Linked DNA regions of Sus scrofa: region 2 is linked to region 1. The links are chromatin contacts, called in public Hi-C maps. All regions are on one chromosome and are shown on one strand. The core of a region is the stretch at or near the end of the contact, and the rest is flanking DNA. Distances in the headings are between cores, read along the strand shown. Region 1 overlaps ME3 (malic enzyme 3). Region 2 holds the start of ME3 (malic enzyme 3).

Region 1 (5,964 bases), core at 2,484-4,983:
AGCCAAGTCTGCGACCTGCACGACATTCATGGCAACGCCAGATCCTTAATCCACTGAGCAAGGCCAGGGGTTGAACCTGCATCCTCATGGATACTAGTTGGGTTCGTTACCACTGAGCCACAATGGGAACTCCCAAGTCTGTTTTCTTAATCTAGATCAAGCATGATTCTCTGCTTGTTTTAACCAGCAGAGATCTAGCATCTACTTTCACTAGATTTTTACTAGCAGTGGCTGTAAAATCTATAGATTCTCAGACAGATCCTTCCAACTCAATAAATGAAGTAAAAATAATATGGTTACTACACACATAGTTTTGAGATCACCCCTGTATTTCCCCCACCGCCCTGTGCCCCCACAATGCCTCATCCAACCAGACTTCAGTCCTGAGCCACACCTAACATAGAGTTTTTGGAGCTGCTATTGTCCATGGGAATAGCAATGAAGGAAATGAAGGCTGAATTTCATCGGGTGAAAGAGCCCATGTAGAAAACTCAGCTGATTACATTGAGTGACTATATTTTCTTGGTTGGTTGAAAGGTGAATTGAATGGATGAATGTTTGTGAACCCTACTGCCCATCTGCCTTTCTCTGTTTTTTCCCTGTGATTCCTTTAAGCTTCTACGCTGGCACCAGCCAGCGGAATAGAGAAAGGGCACATGGGCTGCTATGCAGGCGTATCCCAGAGCACCTCACATTCCACCGTGGGGATGCTGGCTTTACCCTGAGTGCACGGTGTTGCACAGGTATGGAGAAAGGACAATAGGCAGCCTGTGGAGCCTTCCAAGTATTTGAGCTCTGTGGGGTAGAGAGAGTTAGAAGATGACATGCTAGGGGGGCAAGAATGTTGTCTTCAAGTTATGAGCATCATTCAGTTTTGTTCAAATTTCCTAAAAGAACCACTGTTTCTCAGTGCCGTAAATAAAACATTTTTAGCATGCTCATTGTTAAAAAAAAAATCCAAACCCTTGAACAGTATATGCAATAAAAGGTACAAGAAGCCTTGTCCCATCGCCAAACTCCTCACAGGACACACCTATAGTCAGTTAACTTGCTATGTGTCTGAGAAAACTTGGCTAGAGGAGCCAGCTCCTGGGCTTGGGGACTGTGCTTGGCACAGTGATTTTTCTCACATGGCGTGAGCAGGGATTGGTGAATTATGCATGTATATCTCACACATTCTGGATACCCTGAAGACCACAAGGAACACAACCACTTATTCAAAACACAGAGAGCAGTGACGAATTTCCAGTGCCTCGGCTGTCACTCCGTGTCACTGGCTAGAAAGCACTTGTCTGCCAGCTCATGACTGGGAAGAGTATGGGCTCTGGAGTCAGAGAGACCCGGGTAGAGTCTCAGCTCTGACAGCTAACAGGTGGCTTAACTTTCCAGTGACTCCAGTTTCTCGTCCATTTATTCATTCATTCAGAGAAATATTTACTGAGACCCTCCTGCGGGCAGACCTTGTGGCAGGTGCAGGGGACGCTGTGATCAGCAGGAAGAAACCCAAAGTCTACCCTCATGAAGTCAGTCTACTTCGGGAGACACGCAGCCACCAAGATTCACACACATAAACCTGACACGGAGGGGCAATACCATGGCGGTAAGAATCCAGACCCTGGAACAAAACTGTCCAAGTTCAAAGTCTGGTTCTACCTATCAGCTGCGTGTAACCTTGAGTAAGTTATGTAACTTCTCTGTGCCTCCTTTTAATTATGTATACAATGGGAAAAATATACAAGGGGGTGGTGAGGATTAAATGGAGAGACATGATTACATCTCAGAACAGCCGCCCCACAGCAGTGCTAGGTAAGTGCCTGCTATTACCGTTAACCGCGGTAAGTGCTGCGGAGAAAAGACACAGAGTACCTACCGTAAAGATACGACGGATGGGTGACACTGAGCGCATCAAGGAGTTCAGGGAAGGTTTCTGCTGCTAGTTATTACTTTATCATCCTCCAAACCTACTCCTCTAATGGTGTGTGCTGTGACTTGCGGGCGGGTGCTCTGAGAAACACATTTTTGCTTTGCAGATTGCCTTTATGGTGGGCTCTAGCAAGAGGGTAGGATGGAGGGAGACGGAACGCCTGGTGGGAGAGAAGACGCTGTTCCTTCCTGTCTACCCTGGAGTGACCTCTGGAGGCCTCACATACCCTGGGTGGGACCAGGGCAAAGTCATGGCTTCTTCACCTGGGCAGCAGCAGTTCCTTCCCATGAGAGCAGCTCGGGAGAGTGTGTGGTTTTCCTGCCGCCCGTAGAAGCAGCTTCATCACCCCCAGCCTCTGAGACAGCAGCACCCGCCACTCATGCCCCCTCCTCAGAGGTCTGGGTTGCGGGCCCTCGGCTCTACCCCTTCTTTAAGCTGCCAAGTTGTAATCACTCCAACGTGTGTTCCTGGAGTCCCGGAGGTGGTGGCTACAGTTCTTACCTCTGTGATGCCAAAGAGCAGAGGTGGTCAAGCTTTTTCTGTCAAGGCTAGATAGTAAATATTTCCAACTTTGTGGGTCACGTGCTAGTTTTTGGGTTTTTCTTTTTAAATAACCTTTTACAAAGGTAAATCCCATTCTTCGCTCATTGGTCACCCAAAACCGACCCTGAGCTAGATTTTGTCCCTGGGCTGTAGTTTCCAAGCTCTCTTCTGCTCTCTAGTCCATCCTTTCTGTTATCCAGTTATTAATTTGGCACTTATTTGATAATGTGTTATATTATAGCCCCTTGGTTCAAATGACTGATATGGTTTCAGTCTGCTGCCTGGCCCCTGACCTTGAGACTTTCCTTGGAATCTGAAGGAAGAGGTTAAAGGGCATTTGGAGGCTTTGGAGTGAGGAGTGGGAGGCAGGGTTCCAGGGGAGAGAAGCACGGGTGCAAGTGCCCTGCAGTGGGAGGAGCATGGGCCCCTCAAGAACCGCCATGGTCAGAACAGACTGACCACAGGTAGCATGGAGTCAGCCTAGGCAAGACCCATGTGCCATGTCAAAGTGTGGGTTCTCTATTCCAAATAGTTCTGGAAAGCCACTGAGGGACTTAAAGAAAATGGGTTACAGTCTCCTACTTGCATTTTGAAAATATCTACATGGGTAACATAGAGTGTGGCAAGTATTAAATGATCCACCCTTTACAAAACAACTTGTATAAATCAAAGAAATGCTCAACAAACTTCAGTCTTTAGCGTCTCTCCCCTTTCTGCAACTTGGCTACCAGGACTCTTGCTGGATTTCCAACAAAATTGTGAGCAAAGCTGTTTACTCTTTGTGATTTTCAACTTTGGCAGGACAACTCTTTAAGCTGTGAAAGTTTCTACTGCCCATGTGCGTACAGATATTAAGTGTATCATTTCTTTATTCTTGCCTTGCCTGACACCACAAATATGATTTTTCAATCAGACACACAGGAAAATTACCAAAGTTTGGAGTATCATGGACACAGCCATTTGGCAAGTACATTCTTGGCAGCTTTTCTGCTGACTTGTGAAGTCTGCTCCCTCTCCTCACTCTGAGGGATTTAGTATCAACCTCAAAATCACAACCCTCAGGACCCAGTGAATCTCCTTAACGCTTTTCTGCCAGGGCCGTTCTCACCAGCAGCAGACGCCTGTGTACCTGCACCAGAGGAAAAGCACAGACAGCTAACCCTGCGGGAAGAGGTCAAGAGACCTGCCAGGAAAGGGTGGCTTTGGGGACATCCAACACGAGCACATCCCTTTCAGATATGAAAGCAGGACGGCTTGTGCAATGAATGAACATGAAAACATTACCCTTTCCAGGGCTGACCCACGCCTCCAGCTGAAGTCCTCCCCCCACCTCCCATCCTCTTCACGCGCCGTCACCACGTGCCATTGCTCTACAGCCTGGCAGGTTATCAGAGGATCACTACAGGCCCCGCACTCCAGAGCATAGCATTTTATGGGGAAGGTGGGAGACACGTTCCGGGGGCTGGCGTCTGACACTCTAAGGGAGTTTACACTCCATTTGGAGAGTTGGGATTTAAACACACAGAGCAACTGCCAGCCAGCACATAAGAGTCAACCCCTTACTCCCACAATGATCCTCATGGGCAATTAGTGTGACGGTTTGGTTCCCAGCCTTGGTTGAACTCTGCTGCCTCTGCCCCCACACATCCATCTCTCTTCCTGGTACTGGGGGGATGACTAGAATGCCTACCCCAGTACAGCAGACATTTTTAGCTCCAGCCTCATGTCTAAGATGCTGTTTCTGTCTTTCCTAAGCAGTGGTTCTCAATTTTGTCTGCACACTTGAATTACCCGGGGAGGTTTAAAATATTCTAACGCATAGGTCATACCTCTAGACAAATATTTTTCAGAATCCCTGGAGGTGGGACCCATTGTTAGCATTTTTTTTTTAAGTTTAGCTCTTATTAATTTATTTCACTGTTTCTTTTTTAAATTAAAAAAAATTTAATTACTCAATGAATTTTATTACATGTATAGTTGTACAACAATCATCATCACTGTTTAGTATTTTTAAAAATTCTCTAAGTTGGAGTTCCTATTGTGGCGCCGCAGAAACAAATCTGACTAGGAACCATGAGGTTGCGGGTTCAATCCCTGGCCTTGCTCCATGGGTTAAGGATCTAGTGTTGCCGTGAGCTGTGGTGTAGGTCACAGATGCAGCTCGGATCCCGAGTTGCTGTGGTTGTAGTGTAGGCTGGCAGATGTAGCTCCGATGTGACCCCTAGCCCACGAACCTCCATATGTTGCAGGTGCAGCCCTAAAAAGACCAAAAAAAAAAAAAAAATTCTCTACGTGATTATAAAGTGCAGTCAGGCCATGAACCAGTGTCCTACAGCAGGTCTACCCCTGCACTCAGAACTATTTGAATACAGGGCTTACTCCTTGATTGGAGATCAGGTCTACCTGGAAGTCTTAATAATTTTTCTGTTCTGGTTGCCTGCCTAGGATCCCAGCTCCTTTCTAGGTAATGAGTTAGGTAACCAAGACAGAAGGTGGAAATACTGACTAAGCCATTGGATTTATCCCTCCACTGTGTGGACTTTGACTAAATTATGGGCTTCTGAGCCGCAGCATAACTGTCTTCCTTATGCAAAGCTCTCTATGATGAGAGAGGAGACATTTCACGTGGAGAGAAGCTTCTAAATCTACTATTTCTCAGTGGCAAGTACGGGGCGAAAAAAAAAAAAAATCAAACAAGGATGACGGCTGTCCTCTGATTAGCCGGGGGGAGGAGCCAGGTCCCCTTTCTTCCCTGATGTTCTCCATTAACAGACTCAATTAAAGCACCGCTGCAGAAACACCAGTGGGTCACGTATTATACCCTTTGCTCCTGCAGGAGCTAACGGGTGATACAGAGAATTCAATGGGCCTGACTGATGATCTGTCTTTTGGGGGAAAGTAAACCCGAGCCTGGAAACCAGAGCCCTACTATCTTTCTCACAGGGGTCATGAGAACGTCTGGCATCTCGAGTTCATGTCCCTGAACTTGTATTCCTTTGTCATAACATTCAGAGCAGCTGGACTATTCCCGGAGGCATGGCTTTGTCTAACACACTTGGAGAGAAAGATGTAGGGCTCATACTCATTCATTTGTTTTCTTAAAGAAGCCCTTCACTTTAGAAAACAGTTTTTTTACAACCGAGGGATACACTCTAAAGCTGAAGAAACAAGGCTGACCAAATGCCAAGTTTTAGACAAGACCCCCTCCCCCACCCTCATGGATAAAGGACCCCCATTTCCTGTTGCCCAGTGGAACTGGTATTCTTACACTGGCTGCAACTTCCCTTATCAGCTGGAGCCTCAGGCACCATTATGAAGATAAACCACTTAAGGAGTTCGTTTTCCTTTACAGAAAGAATACTGGCCAGTCTACACTGTCTTCCAATGCTAGAGTCAGTTCTTCCTCTGCTGGGTCTCTGTGGCACCCTGGGTTTCCAATGTCATTTCTAGAGGTCAAACGTGACTCACTGGACACAGGGTTAGGGTGTCTGAAGTTC
Region 2 (5,964 bases), core at 1,332-3,831, 38 kb after region 1:
CTAGATTTATGGGCAGTGTCCGTTTGTACTATTTAGGAGGAGAAATTTTCCATCAAGGACAAGGGACAAGGGCTTTTAGGGAACCATAAACCTAGGGTAGAAAAGACAAAGCTTTCAAGGCCCTCTTTTACTTTTTAACTACTCATAGAGCATTAAGTGCCAATACTTCTAAAGCAATTAGAACAATCAGAGTCTGTGGTGGGGCTTCATTATTTTGCTTTCCAGCGTCCATTCCTCCTGCCTCCGATAACAAATACAGATTTACTTGGGGAAGGGGGATGAACCACATCCCCTTTATTCTAAACCAGGTGGAATGGGTGCCCCTAACCTAAACACTATCTTTCAATCCAGGGGGGAGCCCTGATGGCTTAAGTGATGGTGGTCGGTTTGGAGAATGGATGGAAAGGAATCCAATCAGAGTCCATGAGACAGAAAGAATATTTTTCTGAGACCTCAGAGAAAGTGTCCCTTTTCTTCCACAAGGGTTATCAGAAGAACGTGTCCTTCTATCCCTGGATGGTGTGGGGTGAGAAAAAGTGAAGGGGACTGTGGCAGCATGGAGGTGAAAGACTCTCCTGGATGGAGCATGAGGATGAAGCTGAGTAGAGAGCCAGAGAGAATGTGCATCCTGAGAGATGCCACCCAGACTGCTGAGTCAAACTCACCTGCAACCCCTCCTTCCTCTAAATAGTGAGTTGAAGAAGGCTTTTATTGGCTAAGCCAGTTTGAGTTCATTTTGCTAACACTTTTACCAAAGCAAATTTAAATTCATAAAACACCCCACCCATTCCAAAGTTGTAATATACATAGGATTTAGGGTTCCTTTTTTGGGAGGAAGCAGGGGGCACTGTGTGATAGGTGGAGGTTGAGAGAAAAAAATTCCTTTCTCAGCCTCTTCTATTAATTCTGCAGGAAACAGTCACATACTGAACATTGACATAATTGTCCCTATTTCTCAAAAACACCTTTTCCACAAGAACTTCCGCCCTTGACTTTCACAATCCTAATTCAAAGAAATTATTACAGTTCTTATTTTGTAGTAATTATTTATTTACCAAGCACTTTATATAGTTTAAAATATGATTTCAAATTCAGTAATTCATTTGACTGTCATAATAACTGAATGTGGTAGGAATGGTGGGTTTGTCTAACATCCACCTTAAGCAACAGAAAGTGGCACTCAGAGAAATTGAGATGCCCAAGCTAACTTGAGGAGGTGCCCGGAGACAGGCGTCAAGTCTCTGGCTTCCTGGGTTTTTAACACCCGTGATACTAAACTTGACTCTCAGGAACAAACGTGTGTGCTCTTAGGCACTGCTAACAAGCAGTGAGCTGAACTTGACCCAAGCACCAGAGATCCAGCCCCAGATTTCAGCGGCAGAGCCAAAACTAGCTGGTGACCTTGGGCAAGTTCCCTTTGTCTTGTTTTCTCATTTGTAAAAGGAGAGGTTTGAATTAGCATATCTGATGCCCCTTCAAGGTCTAAACGTTCTTATAATTCTAGACTTTTTGGTCTCTGCTCAAATCAACCTTTTTCTCAGAATAATTACAATTTTAGCTGACATGTGCTCCCACGGGGTGTCAGATACTGTGCTAAGGACTCTGCCTCCATTTTCTCTTGAAAGCTCACAATGCTGCTGAGACAACTGCTTCCGCTTTTACGGAGGGGGAACTTGGCCTGACAGTGATTAAATGAACTGCCCAAGAGCAACAGAATCACTAAGCATCAAGGGGAGATCCGACCCCACGTCGGACTGGTCATGAGGACCTTAACCCCGTCTGTATGTTTGAAGAAATTGGGCTCCCTGCGTTACTGATCACCTCTTTCCAGGGAGAAGAGGAGTGGTTAAAAAATAAAGGAAGAAATACAAGCCAAACCGAGTTACTGCAAGCTTCCCCCGGCAAAAATGGAAAGCCACTGGAAGGGCGGCTGGGAGGATCCTTCCCGGGCCCAGGGGGCGGGGCGCCCTCCGGCCGGCGCTGGATAGCGGCTTGGGCCATCCCACCCTCCGGGACCGTTACCTTGTTGAGATGCGGATTCCTGGTGACATCGTATCCGCGCTTCTTCAGGGGCACAGGACGCGGCAGGCCCGTCTTGGAGTGGCAGCCTCGGGCGGGCGCGGGGGGTGCCCAGCGCCGGACGGCGCCGCAGGCCTGGCGGGGCAGGAGAGCCACCCGCGCGCCGCTGCCCAGCGACGCACCCATGGTCCTTGCGCAGACCTGCCACGGGGAGAAACCAAGGTCAGGGGCGCCGCCCGGCCAGCCGGGACCTACGCGCGTCGAGGGGCACAGAGTCTCAGCCAGGGATGCGTCCGCAGGGTTCAAGCCGCGCAGCCCCTGCCCCTCCCCCGCGGCCACCTGCGCGACTCCCTCCCGGCGCTTGCGGCGCGCAGGCCTCGCCAAGCCCCGGGCAAAGCGAAAGCAAGCTCAGGAAGTAGATCCCGTGCGGGCAATAGCCCGCGCCACCTCTGCCCCAGTCCCCGAGAGAAAAAGCGGCGACTGCGCGGCAAGGATTCCCCGCACCTCCAATCCCGATCGGTGGCGGTGGCGCGCCTGGGTCTCTGGCTTCCCCAGCCCACCTGTGCTGCGCCCGGAGCTGAGTCTACGCGACCCGGCTGCGGGGCAGGCGGGGCGAGGCGCTGCGGGGCCGTTTCCCTCCTGCCAATGAATGTACCGCGCCCGAGGCCGCGAGAGCGCGAGGCTGGTGCTTTATGGAAAGAGAGGTCCGGAAACCTTTGTTCGCAATGCGGGGTTTCCCTCAGGGTGCGCGTGGAGAGCCTCACAGCTAGGTGCAGTGCCTCCGCGGTGCCAAAATGAACCTCAGGATGCCACCCCTCCAACTCCCAACCTCTCCACTTGACAAGCCAAATGCACAGAGGGGGCTTGGCATTTAGGGGTCAATAACCCCTTTTACAATCCCACCCTTTGGAGAAGGCCCTGGCTTCTGGGTAAGGAGTAGAAACCGTCAGGCACCCAGGGCTTAGTGTTGTGTTGTGTTGTCAGGTTCAATAGCCATTAGCCACTCGCGTCTCTATATATTTACCCAAGTCCATTTAAATGGAATAAAATTTAAACTCCACGTCCTCAGTTAAACCAGCAACAAAGCAGGTACTCGAGATCCACCTGAGCTTTGGGTTAGGCCAGCACAGGTGTGGAACATTTCTATCCTTACTGAAAGTTCTATGGGACATCAATGATATAGGGTCCACAGTCCTGGGGACCCCAGGAGCATGACATGGGTTGTTGGGACCAGGCAAGAACCTTGGAGTCCATCTAATCCTGAACCTAATTTTACACTTTTTCCACACAGTAGCCAGGAAATTCCTATTAAAGCAAACATTTAATTGCATGTGGAATAAAATCCAAATTCTTTTTGGGGTCTGCTAGTTATCCCATAGCCTGGTCCCTGCCAACTTCTTCAGGCTCATCCCACTCCAGTCTCCCTCTCACTGATCTCTAGCCACGCTTGCCCCTTTCTGTGTTTCCACCCCAACCACAACTCTCTCAGCTCAGGGCCTTTGCACTTGCTATTGCCTCTGTTTGGCACACTCCGCCCATGCTCTCAGATCTCCACTAAGTTGTCAGCTTGAAGGTTTTTCCTCCACCCAGTCCAATGTCAGCCTCCACTAGGGATTATGTGGTGAAGGACTTTTCTGTTTGCAAAACTCAACACAACCAGTAATCGGCTCATTTTCTAATCATTGTTGACTGTCTCCCCCTAAAATGTAAGCATCATGAGGAAAGTCTCTTTGCTTGTAAACCCCTGTATCCTCACTCTCTAGCTTAATGACTGGTACATAGTTGCACAATAAATAGATGTTGGGTGAATGAAGGAAATGACAGCCACTTTCATAAGGACTATGAACCCTCAGACTGACTGCCAGACAGATGGCAGGGTCCTCTACTGACTTCCCTGCTCACCTCCCACGCAAGCAGCCTTCAGCGTGTGCGCAAAGTACACAGCAGACATTGTGCTGCTGGGAACTGCCTCTGCCTGGATCAGGATTCCGATCCTTTGACACAATCATCGCCTCCTTCTTTCTCTCCCCTTACCAGTCCCATCTCCAATTTGCAGCCCAATTATCTACCTAAAAGCACATTCCAAAACAGAATTGAAATTACCTGGTGGGGGAATGCAGGGGGCGGGGGCAGCACAGATTTCCAGGCCCCAGCCACAGAGAATCCATTTCAGTAGGGTTCAAATGCCTAAAGTCTGGTTTACTCTTGGTCATTTACATAAACACATAAATGATCTTTTTTTTTTTTTTCCTAAACCAGTTTGAGTCAGAATTTTGATTGCTTGCAACTGGAGGTATTAACTGATATTTTCCTCTCAACACCATTTTTATATTTGTTAATCTTCCCACCAGTGGACACATCTTGAGGTTAGAGTATGTGTGTGTGTGTGTGTGTGTGTGTGTGTTGTGTGTGTGTGCACACGTCCGTCTTTGGTACCTGGCACATAACAAATAGTCAAAAACTGTGGGTCTGCCTTTCCTCGATTCAATGATCTTTCTCACCTGGAGGACATTTAATAGGTAACTTCAGTCATCTGAAACTCAACTAGAAACCAGGATGTAAACAAAGCTTCCCCAAAAAGTCAATATAATTTTTATACCATCTATTCACCAAAGCACACACAGCTTGCATCTAAGATTCTCTCATGTGGCTCCACCTGTGGCCTATGTTGTCTTAACCCAGACACAAGTCTAGCAATATTGTTCTTCTTTCCTGTGTGTTTGATCCTTGGCCAAATTAAGGAAAGGTGCTAAAGGCAGGTTCACCAGGTGTAGCAGCAGAAGGCAGTGGAGAGAGGAGGTGGCTGCTCTGTTCTCCAGAGCCCATCAGGGATCCGAGTTGGATTCTTTCAGTGTTGTCTCCTCTCCACTGAAGCATGAATGACTACATCAGCACCCCAGCTGGTGGCAAGGGAGACGAGGAAGTGGAGGGCACTCCTTTAGGGAAATGATATAGAAGTGGCACGCGTTACTTCTCCTCACATTCTGCTGCTGAAACCTCAGTCACATCAGCTACTTGCAAGCCAGGAAGTAGTGTCTCTGGCAGGAAAGGCGTGTGTGCTCTCCGCTAAGGCTCAGTGCGGAAGTCTACCACTAAAAGGAGGAAGCAGAAAATAGGTCCTGGGGACCAGTAACTACCAATCTGGACATAACAGGCATTTTATTTAATGTGCTTGGCATGGAGTGGATGCTCAGAAACTGGTACCGATTATTATTGGCGTGGATGGTTTCCATCTCTGGTTTCCAGGCAACTTCCTTACATTTGTTTACTTATGTATATTTATTTATGGCCGTGCCTGTGACATATGGAAGTTCCCAGGCCAGAGATCAAACCCGTGCCATAGCAGTAATGAGAGCCACAGCAGGTGGACCATGCTGGATCCTTAACCTGCTGAGCCACAGGGCAACTCAGCTTCCTTTTAGAGCTGAACATGGGATTACAGAGGCCAGGTTCAGAGCCGTGGAAACATCTCAGAACTTCTTCAGTTCCATATTACTCTGACTTCCTTAGCAAGCCAGCCCTGTGGTCTGGTCCAGCACTAGACAGAACTAAGGAGTCTCTGTGATTTGTCTCAGTCTCTCTGCCTTCACATCCCATTTACTGACTTCTGCCATGGCTGTAATGCTGCTTCCAGGAGTGGCAGGGAAGGAACCCAATTTCCATCCTCCCTGGCCAGAGTTCCCACAGTCCCAGGGCCCTGAGCACCTTTGCCCCTTCATTCTGATCACAGAGATTTGCATATGTACCTGCTGCCCTGCTAGATGGAATTCCTTGAGGACTGGAACCACCATTTACAACTCTTTGCCTCCCCAGTACCTGGCACCAAGAAGGCATTCAGTGTGTTGAATTAAAACTGATGCGAATCAGGAGTTCCCGTCGTGGCACAGTGGTTAACAAATCTGAATAGGAACCATGAGGTTGCAGGTTCCATCCCTGGCCTTGCTC

The links. A called contact is a pair of places that touch in the nucleus more often than the background predicts.
Region 2: a contact with region 1 is called in a Hi-C map of skeletal muscle, with 2.1 times the contacts expected there. The contact joins the promoter of ME3 here to the enhancer-like site in region 1. A contact is called at or near these places in 3 of 47 Hi-C or Micro-C datasets (embryonic fibroblasts, heart right ventricle and skeletal muscle) and 1 of 2 datasets of contacts at active chromatin or transcription factors (skeletal muscle).

The regions. Positions count from the first base shown.
Region 1 is chr9:20,447,583-20,453,546 of Sscrofa11.1, forward strand. The region is part of intron 2 of ME3 (malic enzyme 3); the gene reads right to left. Among named protein-coding and RNA genes, the nearest start is that of ME3, 38 kb to the right of the region's middle. Within about 2 kb of position 3,734, at least 10 of the 83 cell types and tissues checked have an H3K27ac peak or open chromatin away from gene starts, as enhancers often do. A contact at or near this core is called in skeletal muscle, where this site is marked.
Region 2 is chr9:20,486,434-20,492,397 of Sscrofa11.1, forward strand. It overlaps ME3 (malic enzyme 3), which reads right to left and starts at 2,582. Exons shown (of 16, transcript NM_001244258.1): 1 at 2,524-2,582; 2 at 2,023-2,220. The coding sequence starts at 2,205.